Linked DNA regions of Sus scrofa: region 1 is linked to region 2. Evidence: chromatin contacts called from public Hi-C data. All regions are on one chromosome and are shown on one strand. The core of a region is the stretch at or near the end of the contact, and the rest is flanking DNA. Distances in the headings are between cores, read along the strand shown.

Region 1 (5,051 bases), core at 2,451-4,950, 60 kb before region 2:
AGGATGGCTCTTAATGATCTCTGCGCCCTGGTGTTCACACCCTGGCTTAGAGTTCATCCTACACTATATGCAGCTGGTCTGTGTGAAGGCAGCTTAAGAGGTCAAGAGTATGTCACTTCTGATGGCAGCTTACTAAAGACTATCACTTCTGTCCTGGCTGCTCTCTCTCAGGTCACTTGCGCTGGAGGAATCCAGCTGCCATATTTTAAGGGTACTCAGCTCAAGTGATGAATAACGTATGAGGGACAGAAGCCTGCCAACAACTGTGTGAGTGAGCTTGGAAGCAGACCCCAGCTGCAGTAACGTTTTGAGATGCCTGCAGCTCCGGCTGATGGCTTGACTGCCAATTTATGAGAAACCCTGAGCTAAACTCTCCTGGATTCCTAATCCTCAGAAACTGTGTGAGGCAACGCTTGTGTGTATCCCTACATTTGGGGATACTTGTTACATAGCAGTAGATGTCTAAGACACACTTTCCTGCCAGCCAAGAACACACTTTTTTCTCTTTGCTCGGTTATTGCTCATGTGGGATCTCCATTCATCCCAGCTCTGGCGGTCAAACTCCTGCTCATGAGCCTTTACACCAGGCTTCTGATTCACATCCCCTAGGATTCCTTCTCTTATCATTTCAGCAGGAAGTGATCATTCCTTCCTCAAACTCTGCACCGTGGCATTTGCTCTATGTAGATTTTTGGGTATTTATGCTATAGCCCTCATTCATTCATTCAGCAGAACTTTACTGATGGCCCTGAAGAAATAAACAAGAGTAAGATAAAATCTTTACATTTGGGGGCTCTAACTCTAGTAAAGAAGTTATTAACAGTTGTGAAGTGACAAAGCAGTGTAGAAAACATGATGGTCCAGGGCATTATTGGAGTAGAAGCTACTGGTGTAAGGGAGCAGGAGTTAGAAAGGCTTCAGAGAGGAAGGGATGCTGAGCTGAGTTTTTAATTTTTGTTTTTTTGTCATTTTAGGGCCGTACCTGTGGCATTATGTAAGTTTCCAGGCTAGGGGTAGAATTGGAGCTGTAGCTGCTGGCCTATACCACAGCCACAGTCAAAGCAAACTGGGATCGGAGCCACGTCTATGACCTATACCACAGCTCACAGCAACGCTGGATCCTTAACCCTCTGAGCGAGCCCAGGGATCGAACTCGTTTCCTCATGGATACTAGTCTGGTACGTTACCGCTGAGCCATGACAGGAACTCCCCTGAGCTGAGTTCTAATGAAGGAGATGAGGTGTGAAGGTAGATGAAGAGGAGAAAGGGCATTTTCGTCAGACAGAACTCTGAGTAGTTGGAACTGGAATTAGGTTCTGTGAGATGGAGAGGGGACGGGAAAAGACTATAAGGATTGCCCATGCTATGCACAGGAGTTTGGACTTTATGCTCTAGATGGTTGATAACCACTGAGCAGTTTTAAATAAAAGATGACACGATCAGATTTTATTTTTGAAACATTTCTACGTGGCAGTAGAGAGAAGAGGCTAAAGGGTGATGATCAAGAAAGGAGCAGACCATCAGAGAGGCTGTGGAAACAGCTTCAAAATGAAATTGTAAGGGAGCGATGGCAGAGATGGATTTGGAAGATAATTAAGTTAAATAGACAGAGTTCCCGTCGTGGCACAGGGGAAGTGAATCCGACTAGGACCAAGAGGTTGCGGGTTCGATCCCTGGCCTCGTTCAATGGGTTAAGCATCCTGGCGTTGCCGTGAGCTGTGGTGTAGGTCGCAGACACAGCTCAGATTCCCAGCTGCTGTGGCTATGGTGTAGGGCCAGCAGCTGTAGTTCTGATTGGACCCGTAGCCTGGAATCTCCATATGCCATGCATGCAGTGTGTGCAGCCCTAAAAAAAAAAAAAGTTAAATAGAAAGGATGGACTTTGGGTAAGAAAACTGAAGGAAAGGAAGGCTTCAAGGAATTCCAAGTTTTCAGTTGGCTGAGCAGCTAAGTGGTTAGTGATGCGGTCATAAATATTTGAGTGCCTACCATGCATCAAGCACATCCTGGAAGTTCAGCCATGAATAAGACAAAGTCTCCGCACTGAAGGAATTTATACTCTAGGAAGCAGTTTTAAAAAAGTGATGTTGACTGAAAAAAAAAGGCACAGTGTGAGTCATGAGTTAAATTTTATTTGAGGCAAAATGAGGCCTGGGAGACAGCCTCTCAGCGCCGAGGGAGGAACTGCTAGAAGCGGGGGGGGGGAGTTCAGTATATATGTGATTTGGGGAAGGTGGATACCTGAAATCAAGCACCTGCTTCTGCAGAGGATTTCACTAATCATGAGGAGCAGATGGCACCATTAATGATCTTACTGCTCTTCTAGATATGAGAAGACACAAGAAATTGGGGTCATAAAATCTCCTGAAAATATCTAACTATCAGAAGGCCTAGTCTGCCAGTTTTTCACAGAACACAGAGTGCCTCATTCCTGATCTCCCTGGCCTTCTTTCAAGAGTGTGCTGAAGGTCAGCGGCTGACTGCAGCGGCTAATGACCTAAACCTTGTGGAGGCAGCGGGTGGGTGACAATTTTTAGTTGGCAGTGAAAAGAGGAATAAATACGTAAATTGTAATAAGTGAGAGGAAGAAAACAAGTGACTTTGCTCATCTCTGGAAAGTCATTTATTCACAGAAATACTGGCTGATAAGTTTTTCCTAATAAAATCTGCCACCTTTTACTTTTTAATTGGGACCTTCTGCCCCAAGGAAGAATAACAGGAGGAATAAAGAATCAGGTCGTGATTTGAGGGGGAATTCCCAGTCTCTTCAGCAGCGCTTCTCACTTGTAATGGTTTACTGGTCTAGCTCTCCTCCAGAACCCAGGCCATTGTCTTAATTACCACCCTGAGCACATGGGTGTTCCATAAATTGTTGGCATGCAGAAGTGAATGAAAAGTTATGTGCAGCCCGAGGGTGGAATCTTCCTGTGACTTCTGCTTAAGGAAAAATCCTTCCTAGATCATCCCACAACCAATCTAAACAGAAGCAGGCAAAGAGCAACTTGCGCAGAGAAAGTGCCAGCTACTGAACAGATCCGGCTCGGGGACGTTTCCCAAGTACCTACTACGCGCCAAATGTCAGGCTGGTCGCCAGGGCGCAGAAGAGCTCATAGTCTGAGCTCCGTTTCACCCGCGGCTTCACGTTTCCCCGGTCTTCATGAGAAGTTACTTTGAAATACACACTTAATACCGCTCTCCTCCGTTATTTTTCCTTATTCAAGGTTTGGTGCCCAGCTCCTGTCTCCAGAGAACCCCAGCCGGTGGAGCAAAGACCTCAGCGGGAGCCGGGGACTTAGGTCAGCACCCGCAGCGGAAACCGCGGTGCGCGAGGGTCCCGTTGGGTCCGGCCCGAAACCCCACCCCGCCCGCGCCTAGCTTCCGCCGCCGAGCCCCGCAGGCGCCTCGCTTCCAGGGAATAGAAGGCGCCGGCGGCCCCGCCCCTACCTGCGCGAGGCATTGCCGCGAGCTACAGTCTCCCTCTGGAGCGTGACAGCCAGACATGGCCGGGAGCAGAGGTACCCGCGCCCTCCGGTCTTCGCAAGGCTTTGCTCCCGGCCCTCAGTTGGGGCTAACACGGCGAGGCCAGAAATGCAATCAGGCGGTGTGGAGGGCAGTCCGGAGGCGGGGCGGACAAGACGAAAGGCGGGTCCGGGAGGGCCTCGCTGACCGGAGGCCCAACCGCGCAGCCTCATGACCGGGAGGCGAGGCCAACGAGTTTGGAGGCGGAGCTAGAAGAGCTGCTTGATTCCTGCGGTTTACGAGTCGCGGGCGTCCAGGGGGCGTGTCCAACGGGGTGGGAGGCGGGGCCTTGTAGGGCCTTGATGACTGGGCGAACAGGCTGTGCTGAGGGCAGCCCGCGAGAAGGCTGGGAAGATGGCGGCCTCCTGGAGGCTAGGCTGTGACCCGCGGGTGATGCGTTGCCTCCTGGGCTTTGGCAACTGCCCGGGGCTGGTGAAGGGAGCTGCTGGATGGTCTCTCGGCCGCGGAGCTAGTTGGAGATGGTATCACAGCACGCAGTCTCTTTGGGGTGAGTGGCCGGGACGCGCTCAGCTCCTCTGTGCATCTGAGCAACGGGCCTGGGGCAGGGGCTTTTTGATTAAGGGCCTGCACCTGGGTGTGGAGGTGCCCGGAGCCTCCCCGCTCCCTTGGCTTTGTCTCGGGGAGGGTTCTGCTGACTTGGCCTCGTGCATGCCGCAAAGGGTTTTTTGGAAGCTAGGAGAATTTGACTCCGTTCCCTGGCCTCCTGGTTGGTATGGCTTCTCCGTGACCTTGCCTTGGATTTGGGGTTGTGCGGCCTCTCTCAAGCCCCTTCCTAGTCATTGTTAGTTTCCTTTAGAGTTGTCAAGTTGCCCAAGTTTGCTGAGATTTAGACGTCACGTTAGTGGTTTTTATTCATTGTTTTCACCCTTGTCTACTGGAAGATCTTAGAGGCCAGCGGGGTTGCCTCACGCGAGTACTGGTAAAGGACTCAATTTGTAAATGTCTAGGCATCATAGGCATAGGTCCGGAAAAATGTTTTATGCGAAACATGGCTTGAAAGAGTGGAAATTTAGGGGGAGAAGCTTACCAAGAAGTGTCGACTTAAAGCCAGGCCGCCCAAGTGTTGTGAGTTTTAAGTTTTATTCAGAATATGAGTGAGGATTTTAGCCTGGGAGACAGCCGCTCTGCAGAGGTAGAGAAGCCAGATTGTATGTGAATTTTTTGGCTAGGAGATAAATGCGGTTAGGCATACAGGTTGATAAAAGATTACTGCTAATCACAAAGAGCAGATATCTCAGGTTAATGGTTTTAGTATTTTTCTATGAATGGGAAGATATAAGAATTCAGGATCATTAAAATTCTTCTTGAAATGTGTTTCGAATTATCTAAGGGCCTCTTTATCCAAAACACCCAGTGCTTCATCCTGAATTCCTCTCAGGTTGCACTGTCTGTCGCTGGGCAACTGCAGTGGGTTATGATTTAACCCTTGTAGAACTGGATTTGCCATTGAAATTCTTCATTGTTTACAAAACTTATTGTTGAAAGTTGTCTTTAAGTAGTGATATTGACAG
Region 2 (5,518 bases), core at 766-3,265:
CAGCCCTTCATATCCACTGCTTTTGCATCTGTGAATTAAACCAACCACAGATTAAAAAAATAAAATTCCAGAAAGTTCTAAAAACCAAAACTTAAATTTGCTGTGCACTGCCAATTATTTACATAGCATTTACATTGTATTAGGTACTCTAAATATTCTAGAGATGATTTAAAGTATATGGGAGGCTGTATATCAGTTATATGCAAATACTATACTATTTCACATAAGGGGCTTGAGCACCTCGGATTTTGGTATCCAAGAGGTTTCAGATACTAAGGGATGACTAAAATCTCTTTTTTAAATGAATTTTATTACATTTATAGTTGTACAATGATCATCACATCCCAATTTTATAGCATTTCCATCCCAAATCCCCAGCGCATCCCCCCACCCCCCAACCTGTCTCATTTGGAAACCATAATTTTTTCATAGTCTGTGAGTCAGTATCTGTTCTGCAAAGACGTTCACTGTGTCCCTTTTTTAGATTCCACATGTAAGTGATAGCATATGATGTTGGTGAGGGATGACTATATTCTGAAGTGAGATTACCGTTTTTTGGGTTTTTTTCCCATTTTTGGCCACCCTGCTGCATATGGAGCTAGCTCATGGGCCAGGGATCAGATCTGAGCCACACTCTCTACCTAAGCCACAACTGTGGCAATGTCAGATCTTTGACCCACTGTGCCAGGCCAGGGATCGAACCTGTGTCTTAGGACTCCCAAGATGTCACAGATCCTGTTGTGCCACAGCAGGAGCTCTGAGATTACCATATTTTATGTCAGTAATCTGTCTTCTTTCTTGATCAGTCTTGCTCGAGGATATCAATGTTATTGATATCTTCAAAGACCCAGTATTTGATTTTACTAACTTTTTCTTACTTCTATAATTGTGTTTTTGTTGATTTTCACTCTTAACTTTATTATTTCCTTCTTTCTATTTGCTTTGGCTTTAATTTGCTCTTTTTTCCTGTAGTTCCTTAAGGTGAAAATTAATGTCAATATAATAATAAACTTTATTTATTCTAGTAAACTTTGTTTTCTTTCTTTCTTTTTTTTTTTTTTTTTGGTCTTTTTGTCCTCTTTAGGGCTGCACCCCTGGCTATGGATGTTCCTAGGATAGGGGTCTAATTGCCAGAGCCACAGCAATACCAGATCTGAGCTGTATCTGCAGCCTACACCACAGCTCACAGCAACACCGGATCCTTAACCCACTGAGCAAGGCCAGGGATTGAACCTGCAACCTCATGGTTCCTAGTCAGATTCGTTAACTGCTGAGCCACGACGGGAACTTAAACTTTATTTTCTAATGTAAGCATATACTTTAAAGTTCCCTTTAAGTAGTGTTTTAGCTGTATCCCATAAATTTTTACATATTTTGTTTTCCTTCCTATTTGAGTCAGGATTTTTGTAATTTTCCTTAGGATTTCTTTTTTTTATTGCATTATGTATTTAGAATTATAAGTTTAATTTCCAAATATTTAGGGACTTTTCAGTTATCTTTATTATAATTTCTAGTTTAACTCCATTGTATTTAGAGAACACACTTTGTATGATTTAATTTTTTTAAAGTCTTTGAGATTTTATTTGATAGTCATAATGTTATTGAGTCCAGGTTCATCCTCCTCCCTGCATGACAGGCCAGTAATTCAACAGACAAGGTGTTGAGGCAAATAGTAGCAGCTTTATCTGGAAGCCAGCAGGCTGAGAAGACGGCAGACTCGTGTCCCAAAGAACCATCTTACCTGAGTTAGAATTCAAGCTTCTTTTTGTGCTAAAAGGGTAAAGGGTGTGATTGGTTATCGCAGACCTCTTGGTGCTGGAATCCTTTGTTCTTACGGCTCCAGGTAGATGTGGTCACAGTGTTCCTGTAAACCTCCAGCAAGGCCATTGTTATTTTCTGTTCTTCAGCTTTCATCTCTATATGAATGGGAAAGTACACACCCTTAAAGGTCAGGCCTGGAAGGCAGCTCTTCTAGTAAGAGCTACTGTGCATATTTCAGGCTGTAGGTGGTAATCATTTACAAAGGGGCAGAGCCAGTATGACTCAGCTCAGGCAGCAGAGCACAAAGTTAAGAGCTAAAGGAGTAGAGCCAACATGAAGTCAGGTTTGTTTTTCTCTATCAGGATAACAGGATCTATCTTGGTGAATGTTTCATGTGTACTTGAAAAGAATGTTATGTTCTGCTTTTTGAAGCGAGTTCTATAAATATTGGTTAGGTGAAGTTGGTTGATAGTGTTGTTTTTATCTTCTATACCTTTATTGTTTTCCTATCTCTCTGTTCTATTCTTAAAAGAGTAGCATTAAAATCCTTAATTATGGTTGTAGATTTGTCTGTTTCTCTTCTTGGTTTTATCAGTTTTTGCTTCATGTATTTGGAAGATCTGTTATTAGGCACATACACATTTAGGATTTTTACATTTTCTTGATGAATTATACCCATCATATAATGTTCTGGCTGTTCTGGTATAATATTCTTTATCCTCAAACTTTTGCTGATGTTTGTATAGACATTCCAGCTTTCTTTGATTTGTATTTTTTTTTTTTTTTTTTTTGTCTTTTTGCCATTTCTTGGGCTGCTTCCGCGGCGTATGGAGGTTCCCAGGCTAGGGGTCGAATCGGAGCTACAGCAGCCAGCCTACGCCAGAGCCACAGCAACTCCACAGCAACTCGGGATCTAAGCCGCATCTGTGACCTATACACCACAGCTCACAGCAACGCTGGATCCTTAACCCACTGAGCAAGGCCAGGGATCGAACCCGCAACCTCATGGTTCCTAGTCAGATTTGTTAACCACTGAGCCATGATGGGAACTCCTGTATTTTTATATTACATCTTTTTACATCTTTGTACTCTTAATGAACTCAACGGGTTCAGTTCTGGACCATCACAATAAAGCAAATCCTTTGCCAAAACAAGGTACACCTTTTTTTTTTTTTTTTTGATTCCCAGTCATATAAAGGTTACGTTTCATCAAACTGTAGTCTATTTAGCGTACAATAACATTATGACTAAAAATATTTTATTGCTAAAAATGCTAACCATCATCTGAGTCTTCAGTGAGTTGTAGTGTTTTTGCTGGTGGAGGGTCTTGGCTTGACGTTGATAGCAATTGACTGATTAGGATGGTGATAGCTGAAGGTTAGGGTGGCTGTGGCAGTTTTTAAAAAATAAGACAACAGTGGAGTTTCTTGATTGATGCTCCTTTCACAAACAATTTTTGCAGCAACACTGCTGTTTGATAGCACTATACCCATAGTACACTTCCTTCAAAAGTGAGGTCAGTCTTCTCAAACCCTGCTGCTGCTTGATCAACTAAATTTATGTAGTATTCTAAATCCTCTGTTGTTACTTCAACAGTCTTCACACCAAGAATAGATTCCATCTCAAGAAACTACTTTCCTCATCCATAAAGAGCAACTCCTCATTCTTTCAAGTTTTGTCATGAAATTGCAGTAATTCAGACACATATTCATTTAGGCTCCACTTCTAATTCAAGCTCTCTTGCTGTTTCTACCACACCTGCAATTACTTCCTCCACTGAAGTCTTGAACCCCTCAAGGTTATTCATGAGGCTGGAGTCAACTTCCAAGCTCCTATTAATGTTGATATTTTGACCTCTTTCTATCAATTGCAAATGTTCTTAATGGCATCTAGAATAGTGACTCCTTTATGGAAGGTTTTCAATTGACTTTGCCCAGATCTATCAGAGGAATAACTGTCTATGGCAGCTATAGCTATATGAAATGTATTTCTTAAATAATAAACTTGAAAGTCAGAGTGACTCCTTAATCCAAGGGCTGTATAATGGTTGTTACCAGGAATGAAAATGACATTCACCTTATTGTACATCTCCATCAGAGTTTTTGGGTGACCAGGTGCATTGTCAATGAACAGTAATATTTTGACAGGCAACTTTTTTTTTTTCCTGAGCAGTAGGTCTTCAACAATGGGCTTAATTTTTTTTTTTTTTTTTTTTTTTTTGCTTTCTAGGGCTGCACCTGTGGCATATGGATGCTCCCAGGCTAGGGGTGGAATCAGAGGTACAGCTGCCATCCTGCGCCACAGCCACAGCAACGCCAGATCTGAGCCTGGCTGCGACCTACACCACAGCTCACACAATACTGGATCCTTGACCCACTGAGTGAGGCCAGGGATCGAACTCACATCCTCGTGGATCCTAGTTGGGTTTGTTAACACTCAGCCATGATGGGAACTCAAGCTTAAAATATTCAGTAAACCATGTTGTAAAAAGATATGCTGTTATCAAAGCTTTGTTGTTCCATTTATAGAGCACAGGCAGAGTAGATTTAGTGTAATTCTTAAGGGCCCTAGGATTTTTAGAATAGTAAATTAGCACAGCTTCAACTTAGAAATCACCAACTGCCTAACAAGAGTCAGCCTATCCTTTGAGGCTTTGAAGCTAGGCATTGACTTCTCCTCTCCAGCTATGAAAATCCTAGATGGCTGCTTGCTTGCTTGCTTGCTTACTTGCTTTTTTTCCTCTCTCTCTCTCTCTGTTTCTTTCTTTTTTTTTTGCTTTTTAGGGCCACAGTTGTGGCATGTGGAAGTTCCCAGGCTAGGGGTTGAGCAGGAGCTGCAGCTGCTAGCCTATGCCAAAGCCACAGCAACACCAGATCCAAGCCACCTCTGTGGCCTACACTGCAGCTCACAGCAATGCTGGATCCTTAACCCACTGAGCAAGGCCAGGGATCAAACCTCATCCTCACGGATACTAGTTGGGTTTGTAACCCGCTGAGCTACAATGGGAGCTCCCAATGGCGTCTTTTTTCAATGGAAGGTTGTTTTGTCGACGTGAAAATCTGTTAGTGTAGCCACCTTCATTAATGATCCTAGCTGAATCCTCCAAATAACTGGCTACAGCTTCTGTATCAGCACTTGATGCTTCAGTTTGCACTTCTATGTTACGGAGATGGCTTCTTCCCTTAACTTCATCATCCAACCTCGGCTAGTTTCAAACTTTTCTTCCGTAGCTTGTTCAACTCTCTCAAGCCTTGTAGAATTACAGAGAGTTAGGACCTTACTCTAGATTGGGCTTTGGTTTAAGGAAATATTGTGGCTGATTTGATCATCTATACAAACCACTAAAACTTTCTTCATGTCAGTAATAAAGTTGTTTTTGCTTTCTTATTATTCATGTGTTCGCTGGAGCAGCTCTTTTAATTTCCTTCAAGAACTTTGCCTTTCCATTCATTTACAGCTTTGCCAATTGGTTCAGTGCTAGAGGCCTGGCTTTTGGCCTTTCTCAGCTTTCAACATTCCTTCCTCACTAAACTTCATCATTTTTAACTCTTGATTTAAAGTGGAAGATATGTGACTCTTTCTTTCACTTGAACACTTAGAGACCACTGAATGGTTATTAACTGGCCTAATATCAATATTATATCTTGCAATAGGGAGGTCCAAGAAGAGAGAAAAAGGAACAGCCAGTCGGTGGAGCCTCCAGAACACATGCAAACATTTATCGATTACATTCACCATCATAAATGCGTGTGGTTCA

What was found. Hi-C and Micro-C count contacts between places; a contact is called where the count stands out from the background.
Region 1: a contact with region 2 is called in a Hi-C map of liver, with 5 times the contacts expected there. The contact joins the promoter of APIP here to the enhancer-like site in region 2. A contact is called at or near these places in 1 of 5 promoter capture datasets (liver), 6 of 47 Hi-C or Micro-C datasets (alveolar macrophages, blood, liver and 1 more) and 1 of 2 datasets of contacts at active chromatin or transcription factors (alveolar macrophages).

Annotation. Positions count from the first base shown.
Region 1 is chr2:26,093,669-26,098,719 of Sscrofa11.1, reverse strand. APIP (methylthioribulose-1-phosphate dehydratase) reads right to left here and starts at 3,700. Exons shown (of 8, transcript XM_003122870.3): 1 at 3,445-3,700. The coding sequence starts at 3,501. It overlaps PDHX (pyruvate dehydrogenase protein X component, mitochondrial), which reads left to right and starts at 3,825. Exons shown (of 13, transcript XM_003122869.4): 1 at 3,825-4,027. The coding sequence starts at 3,874.
Region 2 is chr2:26,031,903-26,037,420 of Sscrofa11.1, reverse strand. All of the region lies in intron 9 of PDHX (pyruvate dehydrogenase protein X component, mitochondrial), which reads left to right. Among named protein-coding and RNA genes, the nearest start is that of MIR1343, 32 kb to the left of the region's middle. Within about 2 kb of position 2,015, at least 18 of the 83 cell types and tissues checked have an H3K27ac peak or open chromatin away from gene starts, as enhancers often do. A contact at or near this core is called in liver, where this site is marked.